Regions from separate parts of the Zea mays genome. Here region 1 is linked to region 2. A link is a contact called in public Hi-C data. All regions are on one chromosome and are shown on one strand. Each heading gives the region's core, a stretch centred on a gene start, on an enhancer-like site or on the middle of the called end of the contact. The rest is flanking DNA. Distances are from core to core; before and after follow the strand shown.

Region 1 (5,204 bases), core at 591-3,090, 530 kb after region 2:
GCCGACAGGTCGGTCGCATCGGGCAGCGGGAAGGGAGAGAGGGAGAGAGAGCGCGCGTGTGCGGACGCAGGCGGTCGCTGGCAGGTGGGGTCCACCTGTCAAGCGACGAAGAAGCGCGCTGGCGTCCTGGCTAGGCCGAGTTGGGCCGGCTTGGGCTGAAATGAGTTTTTCTTTTTTCAGGGATTTTCTTAATGCTTTTCTTTTTATTTTCTCTAGGGTTTTCAAATCAAATTCAAACCAAGTTTCAAATTCAAACCCACTCAAACATGTGCATCAATTCAAAGAATATTCTAGGCTCAGCATGATGCAACAATTCATGACTCATATAGTTTTGACAAAGTAATTAACTAATCCCTCACTTAAGTAACCCAATTCTATTAAAAAGGAAGAGAGAGGGGTGACTAGAGAGAAAGACAATGATAACACTTGAATTTGGTACGCATTTAGAGAAGAAATTTTATACCCCTAAATTGAGGGTGTTATACTATAGATATGATATAAAAAATCATTCAAACTCAACACGATACGAAGCCATATGCAGTGTGACACTTTTATATAGTACCACTCCATTAAATGAAGGAGGACGAACGATCGAGTGAGCTATAAAGAAAGAGAGTCGAGTTTTTTTTCAACTCGTACCTTTTTCAACCTTTTGCATAAAGTAAATTATAATATTTATTTTTATTAATTTAATATTAATATCTGGTATATAGATCGTATATTTAATTTGATGTTAAATTTATTTACCCTCTAGACTGGCTTATTAGGTTCTCTTGTCAGTGACTAGAGATGGCAATGGGTACCCAAAACCCGAAACCCGATGGGTTTTTACCCCATTAGGGTACGGGTTTGGGTCAATTTTCATACCCATGGGTTTGTTAATGGGCATAAATCTATACCCGGCGGGTTTATGGGTACGGGTTTGTTCCTATAGTACCCAAACCCGTGAACCCGTGGGTTTTTTAAACCCGACCAAACCTAGTGCATATTGTCATTTTATTTTATAAATGACCAACAAACTTGTTATTCCTTATTTACTTCATAATTTTTATTAATTGATGAATGTATCAGTAGTCGATGAGAGTGTTGCTTGCTTGCTATTATAGTTTTTACTAGCGTTATATATGTGGTGGATGGATAACTTAGTGCAAGGTCACTTAATTATACAACTTATTATTTGTATTTCATTCTCTCTACTAATAATTTTTATACCAAATCATGAACTCGTTGTTCATTACATAGATTTTGGATCATGATCTCATTAATCATTACGATACTTATTGATTATGAGAAGAACAAGTATATTGGAGATGAAACCCACGGGTAACTCATGGGTACCCGCTAACCCGATGGGTACGGGTTTGGGCAAAATCTCAAACCCGTCATGGGTACGGGTTTTTAATGGGCATGGATATTTTTCACGGGTACAGGTTTGGGACGGCAAAACCCAGCGGGTTTATACCCGTTGCCATCTCTATCAGTGACACATCACTGCTAGTAACACCTGGCCCAATTCAATCAATAACACCACATTAAATATCATTGTATGCCATAACAATAATTAATACCATCAAATATAACAATAATTAATACCATCAAATATGATTATGTGCCTTATCAAACACAAGTACTTCAAAAGCATCCTGTTTATTTGACTTTAATCCCTACCCGTTTCTACTATTTTTATAGTATTTTTGTTTCTATAAATTAGAGTTGTACCGTTTTAAACACCTAACTTTAATCCGAACCAATAAGCTATTAATTATTATTGGATTTTAATGGGAATTGGGATACATCAAATCATTTAATTAAGATGATTGATTGCACGGATATTATATTTACGGATATTATATTTACGGTACCCCTTGTGTCCGGATAAAAGGCAGCGAGCGCCATCGTTCATCACTCCCTCGTCCCCCTTCCACTTTCCCCACCTCACCCGGTCACCCCTTCTCTGCCTCGTCTCCACTCCTCCCCCCGCCGCCCTCGCCCCAGAGCCCCGCCGCGCGATTGGGCTCTGCACCCTCCTCGGATCCGCTGCCGCACGTCGTCGCCAATCGACATTCCCCGTTTCCCTCCGCCGGTTCCCGTTGCTGCGCCTGCCTGCTTTACCCCCTTACCGTTTCCTGACCCTGTCCTGGTTCGCGGGTTTCCCGAATTCGCGCGCTCTTGCGGCGGCGAGATCCGGCCCGCTCGTCGTAGGGAGAGGGAGCCGACCGCTCCTGATCCGAGCCGCGCCCCGCGGGGGTTTCGTATCCCGTTCTCCCTTCTGGTCCGGCCACAGGATCGCAGTCGCAAGGCTGAGGAGCAGCAGGGGAGATGGCGCCGCCCTACGTGCTGTCGCTGCTGCTGCTGCTGGTGCTGTCCGTCCCGGCCGTCTTCCTCGTCGCGCCGCGCCTCATCCCGCCCCGCGCGCTCCCGGCCATCCCGGACGCCGACGAGACGGAGGACCTCGCGCTGTTCCGCCGCGCCGTGCTCCTCTCCGCCGCGCCCTCCTCCAAGGCCGGCGCTGGCCCCGCCTCCCCCTCGCGTTTCTTCGGCGCTGCCCACCGCCGACAGAGGAAGCAGAAGGTGGCCTTTCTCTTCCTCACCAACTCCGACCTCGTCTTCGCCCCGCTCTGGGAGAGGTTCTTCGCGGGCCACCACGGCCTCCTCAACGTCTACGTCCACGCCGACCCGGCTGCGGCGTTCGCCCTCCCGCCCACGCCCTCCTTCCGCGGCCGCGTAATCCGGGGGAAGGCCACCCAGCGCGCCTCCGCCACGCTCATCTCCGCCGCGCGCCGCCTCCTCGCCACCGCGCTGCTCGACGACCCGGCCAACCACTTCTTCGCGATGCTCTCCCAGTCCTGCGTCCCGCTGCGGCCCTTCCCGGCCCTCTACCGCACGCTCACCGCTGACACTGCCGGCCCGCGCGGCCGCCACCGCAGCTTCATCGAGATCCTCGACGCCGAGCCCACTCTGCACGACCGCTACTACGCGCGCGGCGACGACGCCATGCTCCCGGAGGTGCCCTACGAGAGCTTCCGCGTCGGCTCCCAGTTCTTCGTGCTCACCAGGAGGCACGCTGTCATGGTGGTCAGGGACAGGAGGCTTTGGAACAAGTTCAAGCTGCCGTGTCTCGTCAAGAGGAAGCACTCGTGCTACCCGGAGGAGCACTACTTCCCGACGCTGCTGGACATGCAGGACCCCGCAGGATGCACCAAGTTCACGCTCACCAGGGTGAACTGGACCGACTCCTTTGACGGCCACCCGCACACGTACCAGCCGGAGGAGGTGTCCCCGGAGCTCATCAGGGACCTCAGGAAGTCCAATGGCACATACTCCCACATGTTTGCGCGCAAATTCGCGCCTGGATGCCTTGCGCCGCTCATGGAGATTGCCGACTCTGTCATTCTCCGTGACTAGGCTGCTTCTTAGCATCCCTCCGTTTGCATTGCACGACCGGAAGAGCTGAGGTAAATAACGTCCTGCATTTGTTCCAGTTTCTACTGTGCCAAGTTTCGTTAGGTTGCAATGGAAAACAGAGAGCACGGATAGGAAATTGATCATAATCAGGGGGTGTGTTTGATTCAAATAAATCCTTTCAACTGACTTACAGAAACGTTATTAACCTCTCATATTAAGACTGTAGAGTGCGGTAGTGCCTTACCACCTTACGTATTCACACAAAAAACTTTTGGAACCGTTAACTTGCAAGAGTAATAGCTTAGTAATTGTATTAAGTTGGGCATTTCATATTTGGTTGCATCTGGGTTTATTTGCTTCAATGCATATATTTCGTAAACAAAACAGATAGTTGTAGGATGTTACCTTACTTCTTCACATTCACATGCTTGCAGACTGTTTAGCCTGTAGAAGAACATAACGTAGTATTAACTCTGATAGCATGCAGAAGATTGCAAGACCATATTTGCCGCTGTATGGCCCATTTCTTGGTCTTAAGCTGGGGGGTCATGGATCAGGTTCATGAAAAGAATATAACGGAAATTTCGTATTCCCCTGCAGGGTTGTGATGTGATGAACAAGCGTAAGCTGACCCCATCCATCCCCCCTTTGGAATTCTTCAGCACCGAACCTACCTTGTTCTTCTGCACCTGCAGTTGCTCTTTGGCAAAAGATCGATGCCACGCCTCGGAGGGTACGGTGGCTGTGGCAGTGTCTGTGTCTGTGCCGACGGGCCCCGCGCTGCCTCTTGTGAGTATGTTCTTTTTGTGCGTCCTTGTTTCTTTTCTTTTTTCCAGTGAGAGAGAGAGAGAGCTGGCTAAAGATGAGGGAGAAGCTGGCACGTAATAGGGTCGATAGTTAAGCATGATCATCCTGTGTATTTGCATGGAGACAATCTGTCGGTACATGCAGTGATGGTTTGTAGTAGTATATGTTACATATATTGCATGTGTCAATATCACGCCTTGTTGAAATACATCATTGTGTGTCGTGGCACCGGTGGGGGTGCCTTTTTCTAGTCATCTGTTAGTGTACGTGTAGGGTCGACGTCTAACGTCTTGCAGGCTTACACCTGTCTTTTCTTCTTTGCTTAAAGCCTGAAGATCAGCTTTGTCTTGTTCAGAAAATCCTAAAGAGCAAAAGTGCAATGCCAGTACTAACAAATCAACTGACTACAGCAAGCATTAAACAACGGATTATTATATCATGTTCTATGTTGGACGACGGATCAAGTTGTTCTGAATTCTGTGCACACCCCAAACCTTATGTGAGCTATGTCTACTTCGAAGCGCACAGATGTTTTAATCTCTTTTCCGGGTTAGCTGTATGTACCTGGAAGCAGCCAGTGGGTTCCTACCACAGATTTTTAGGCCAAATAAAGCGGGTTCCTACTACAGTTCTCCATGTTTTCTTTTCCGGTGTTTCTGTCCTGGTTTTTGGTTGCTTCTTTGGTAGGGAGGTGTGGTGGGTGCATGGAAAGGGATGCCGGGCCTAATCTGAATGCTACTTTATATATGCTGATGTGCTCAATCAACAACCGCAAAGCCAGCAGCTCTGTATTGTATCCTTGCGACTTTGCGAGGAGATTTCGTGCACCGTTCATGACGGCAGCATGATGAGAACGAGAACGACCCCTCGTTACGTGCTGCACTGCCACTGCTGCTGATATGCTGGAACGATGCGGTGGTGCTGAACTGGTAGTAGGCTTCCATGGCTTCGAGCTGTAACCTGGAATCCTAAATATGACGTGCAGTGTTCTG
Region 2 (5,420 bases), core at 1,724-4,223:
AAAGTCAAGGTATTTGATAGCCCAGAGGGCGAGAAGATCCCGAAGCGCAGCAGGAACTCCAGTGGTAGGAAGGGTAAGCAGGGGAAGAAGGAAACCCCTGAGACCGAAGAAGCCAAAGATGCTGAAACTGGCAAGGAGGCAGAGGAGGCCCCAAGCGAAGATGCCGCAAAGGAGACTGATGTGGAGATGAAGCCTGCTGAAGAGGTGAAGGGGGCCTCTGCTGAAACAGAAGATGCTGACATGGCTGATGCTCCTGCACCAGCACCAATGGAAGAAGATAAGAAACAAACTGAAGAACTGGCAGAAGCTATTGCAGCTCCTCCTGTGCCATCGGAGGAGAAGAAAGATGTCAAGCCAGCTGAGCCTGAAGCTGCAGCAAGCAACCCAACTGAGGATTCGGCCCCTGCTCCTGCTGAACCTGCTGATGTTGCTGCTCCAGCTGCTGAGCCCAAATCAGACGCCAAACCTGCTGCTGTTGCTGCTCCAGTGCCTGAGACCAAATCAGACGCCGAGCCTGCTGCTGTTGCTGCTCCAGCGCCTGAGACCAAATCAGACGCTGAGCCTGCTGCTGTTGCTGCTCCAGCTCCTGAGACCAAATCAGTAGCCGAGCCTGCTGCTGTTGCTGCTCCAGCGCCTGAGACCAAATCAGATGCCGAGCCTGCTGCTGTTGCTGCTCCAGTGCCTGAGACCAAATCAGATGCCGAGCCTGCTGCTGTTGCTGCTCCAGTGCCTGAAACGAAATCAGATGCTGAGCCTGCTGCTGATGCTGCTCCAGTTCCTGAGATGAAATCAGAGTCCGAGCCTGCTGCTGTTGCTGCTCCAGCGTCTGAAACCAAATCAGACGCCGAGCCTGCTGCCGTTGCTGCTCCAGCGCCTGAGACCAAATCAGATGCCGAGCCTGCTGCTGCTGCTGCTCCAGTGCCTGGAACCAACTCAGATGCTGCTGCTACTGATCCAGCACCTGGAACCAAGGCCACTGCCGCCGATCCAGCACCTGGAGCTCCAGCAGAGAACTCCACCGACAAAGACGGAAGCCAGGAGAGCCAGCCCGTGAACAATGGACAGCTGCCGCACTCGACGGTGAAGTGCACCTGAAGCCGCAACGCCGGAAAAACCTGAACCCCTTCCGGCGCCGTGTATCTCATTTAGGAACAAACATTCGCATTCGCATTCACATTGTTATCAGTTAAAAAGTCTATGGAACGGTAAGCATGTTAATTAGTCAGTCTGACGCTGCTGGGTGACAGGTTGGTAATTAGGCTCTGCATTTAGCTGTTTTGTATGGCTGCTGTCGCCGCCATACATGTATCATCTTCTTGTGGTTGTATGGTACCTAACCGCGTAAACATGTTAACCTTAGGCCATGTATTAATTACTCCGCTCTAATGTTTGTATGTGTATTGTCAAACTTGCAGAACCAGTTGCATGCATGAAAAATAATAAGTGTCTGGGTATCTATGGGTGCGGGGTACCCATCTCCGCACCAGCGCACCCAGCCAGAAACAGCAGTTTGTTTGGATCTAATCAGAACCCGATGCTATTTGCTGGATGTGATGCTGATGCCTCTCTGAATTCGTGTGGCTGCTCGCGGCTGGAATGGATGTTTCTCAACTTTCTTCCATTCTATATGCTGTTATGCTAGTACAAAACAATGCTTGTATTTTACATCTTGTACCCCGGAATCTGCTGAGTAGTAAACAGCAGCAGCTCAGGACAGCGGGGCAACGGCCAAAGGCTTGGCGGCGGCGGCGACGGGGGTGGTCACCGGCGGCGAGCGGCACACGGGGCACGTCGGGTGCAGCCGCAGCCACCGGTCGACGCAGCGCTGGTGGAAGGCGTGCGCGCACTGGGGCAGCACGCGGAGCACGTCCCCGGGGGCGTACTCGCCCAGGCACACCGCGCAGCACGCCCTGGTGGCCGCCTCCTCGTCGCCGTACACCACCTTGGGCAGCGCCCGGAGCGCGGCCTCGTCGAGCCCCGCCTCGACGTCCTCCACGCCGCCCACGAACACGGCGGTGACCGTGCGGCGGTGTGCGCGGCGGGCCTCGTCGTCGTCCCTCAGGCGCGCGGGCGCGGCGCGGCGGGAGCACGCGCGGAGCAGGGCGGCCACGGTGACCACGGCCAGCACGCTGACGACGGCGAAGGCGGCCTCCAGCCTCACCATCCCGCGGCGGTCGAGTGATCGAGCTTGGCTGGCTGCCCGGCGAGGCGATGCTCCGCGTTGCGTGGGATGCGAGTGGGGTGGGGGTGGGGGTGACGGAGGGAGGTGGCGCTCTGCTCAGTGGTTGCTTGTGTGGATGGGGTCGCATGGCCGGGACATGCCCTGATGGCACCCGGCGACAGTGACGTCGTGAAGTGACGCAGAATCTACACCTTCATCATCACTAGTCCTCCTGCGCAGTTGAACCGAGTCTCAAACTTTGGAAATTATTATATAGTTCGTAGGCTTCAACGATTATAGGCTCATGTATAGCCGCAAACATTGTTGCAACTTGCAAAAAACAAAACAAAAAAAAAACGATTTCTTTTGCACGAACATGCGTCAAGCGTGACATCGCGCGCTGAACGAACAGGCTATTTATCCGCCTTGTTTAGGGCGGAAGTGGGAGTACAGGCGGAGCTAACTTGGTGCCACCGTGGGCCCTAAACCACCCTTAATTTTATTTTATTTTAAGCTAAACCGTAACTGATAAGCTGTCAAAATCACGAAGGTTGCACGTTGATCGCCATACAATTTGTCTTCTATTTACATCTACGACGGGCTCGGAAACATGAGTTGCCGTTCCAGGCTTGTTTGGGAGGTATACGATTGTCAGAAACTCAGAATTCGAACTCAAACCTGAACTTGCATGCAAAGGTCGTGGTGTCACCGGCTCTCTGACTCTTCTTGTTTACTCTAGAAAACAAGAAAAAAACATTGGCTGGGAGAAGGAGATGGTAGATCGTGGTGGCACTCTGTTTTGTCTTTAATGTAATGCCGAAGCTCTGCCATCAATTGAAATAGAACATAACTTAGAGATGGCAAAGAGTACCTGCCCGCTACCCGAAATTCAGTGTGTTTTAACTCTTTTAGGGCATGTGTTTATGCTAATTTCTCTATTCATGGGTTTGTTAATAGACTCAAATGGAACCCAACAGATATGTGAGAATGGGTTTATTCCACTGTCCATACCCGCAAACCCATGAATTTTTAAAATCCGCATTAAAATCAACATAATTTACACATATGTCTCATAATATTATTAATTTAATATGTTCTAGTTGAAATAAACTTCATGTAACAAAGTTTAAACTAAAATTAGTATTGTATGTCAAAATTTTATATTGGTCATGGGTATGATTTTTTAGCAGACATTTTATTCGTGGGTACATATTAGGACAAGTGATACGTAACAGGTTTGTACCCATTGCCAACTGTAAAAAAAACTCGCTGATAGACGTATTGTAAGTATATTGCATGTATCTATTGTTGCTAGGCAACCGTAATATGTACGGTTTCAGTATTTGACTAACAGGATAAATTAGATATGAATAGCATTGGTAGATTAAACTGTTATCTTGTTCTAAGGTTGTATGAATAGGACTAGAGGATCCAACTGGTTATCTTTTTTCCATTGTTGTAATTAAACTAATTAAGTATATGTCGATTCAGCTTATGCAAGCAATTATTACATGAGATTATTTCTGCTTTCGTGATATATTTCACATGATTGCATCTGTGATCAACCCTTCAGCTATACGTGTGTTGTTACCCAGGTGTTGCCATCGATCTGGGCACCAAACACTGGAACGGACCGTCTCGTGGTGCTTTCTGCGGAAGCGCGGACGGTCCGCGGCGCAGGGTCGGACGGTCCACGACCTAGGTGCAGGAGCGACTCCTCCTCTGCGTATGTCCCAACGGTCCGCGATGACGTAGAGGGTCTTCTTCGTAACAGACCTAGATCTCCCCTCCCGGGAGGGACCTCGTCTGGGAGGAGGATCCTAGGGTGTGTCTTGTCATCGGCAGGCCATCCAAGATGTCTCTAGTCGACGTAGAGTCGAAGAGATGTGAAGATTTGAGGTAGAGGGAGACTAAAGTAGGGCTAAACTAGAACTAGTCCTAATGCATAAGGTAAAACGAGAAGTAGAATTGAATGTGTCGATTGTTGGGGGTTCAACCGGTCATATCCCTTCATCTATATAACGGGAGAGGTCTAGACCCGTTACAAGTCGGTTGTCGAGTTAACCCCGCAGGTTTAGCTAACACATCTCGCAAGAAATTTAGAATCCTAACTGATTCTGCGCATGCGCGGATGGTCTGCACCGCTATGTCGGACAGTCTGGACCACAGAGCGTCTGGCCTCAGGGTCGGACCGTCTGCAAGGACGTTTTTTGTGCTCGACACCAGGTAATGTAGGGATAGATGGCAGACGATGACGTGGCTGCTAATTAAGATTCGTGGACGGCGACATGCATCTTGACCTTTTTGAACCACCTCTTTCTTCTGTGTGGGCACACGATGTCAAGCAGACCCTCTTCATATTGGCCACGATAAGTCGAGGGTGGCTCTGCCGCTTTAGGGCTGGTTTGGTGGATATGGAATTGGAGGGGATCTATGGGGGATGAAAGGGAAATGAGCTTATACATTTTCTATAATCGATTTTGGTGTTTGACGTCGATCACAAACCACGTGGACTAACTTGTTTGCCGAGTTGTCTATTATCTCAGGTGCATAAAGTTCAACATAAACCAACAAAGAAAATGAGTTGGGAACTCTTCAAAGTTTGGAGCAAAAGACAAGTAGAGGTGCTACCAATGGCGCACCGGACACTGTCCGGTACCTAGGTCAAGCATCCCCACAAACTGGTCGCTCTTGGTTTTTTTGAGAATCGCTCCGCTATAATTCACCGGACTGTCCGGTGTGCATCAGACATGTCCGGTGAGCTAACGGAGCAACGATCAACTGCGCCCAACGGTCGACTGCGATGTACAATAAAAGTGAATAGTGCGCAAGTCAGAAGTCAGAGCTGCGAAGTCAGAATGCACCAGACTGTCTGGTGTGCCACCGGACTGTTCGGTGCCACAAGAATACAAGAGACTTCAATGGTCAACCGCTCCAAACCCCAACGGTCTACTCACGTGGCAGGCACCGGACAGTGAACAGTGTCATGTTTGGTGCACCACCGGACTATCCGGTGTGCTATCGACAACAACGACTAGAATAGTGGTTGGGGCTATAAATACCCTCCAACCACCACCATTCAAGCCATCCAAGTTTTCTAAGCTCTGCATTCAATACAAGAGCAAAAGCATTCACTACAAGACACATCCAAAAGATCAAATCCTCTCTAAGGCTCAAAATCAACTCAATTGCTTATTGACTTGAGAGAGGGTGTTTTGTGTTTCTTTTGTTGCTTGGATTGCTTTCTCCTTCCCACTCT

The links. Hi-C and Micro-C count contacts between places; a contact is called where the count stands out from the background.
Region 1: a contact with region 2 is called in a Hi-C map of tassel, with 2.3 times the contacts expected there. The contact joins the promoter of LOC103650268 here to the promoter of LOC103652042 in region 2. A contact is called at or near these places in 2 of 25 Hi-C or Micro-C datasets (ear and tassel).

The regions. Positions count from the first base shown.
Region 1 is chr3:112,321,697-112,326,900 of Zm-B73-REFERENCE-NAM-5.0, forward strand. LOC103650268 (Core-2/I-branching beta-16-N-acetylglucosaminyltransferase family protein) reads left to right here and starts at 1,841. Exons shown (of 2, transcript XM_008675877.4): 1 at 1,841-3,455; 2 at 4,006-4,668. The coding sequence starts at 2,320. The coding sequence ends at 3,405.
Region 2 is chr3:111,787,362-111,792,781 of Zm-B73-REFERENCE-NAM-5.0, forward strand. It overlaps LOC103652042 (RING-H2 finger protein ATL70), which reads right to left and starts at 2,974. Exons shown (of 1, transcript XM_020550267.3): 1 at 1,604-2,974. The coding sequence starts at 2,164. The coding sequence ends at 1,709. It overlaps mbd105 (methyl binding domain 105), which reads left to right. Exons shown (of 3, transcript NM_001111704.2): 3 at 1-1,521. The coding sequence ends at 1,095.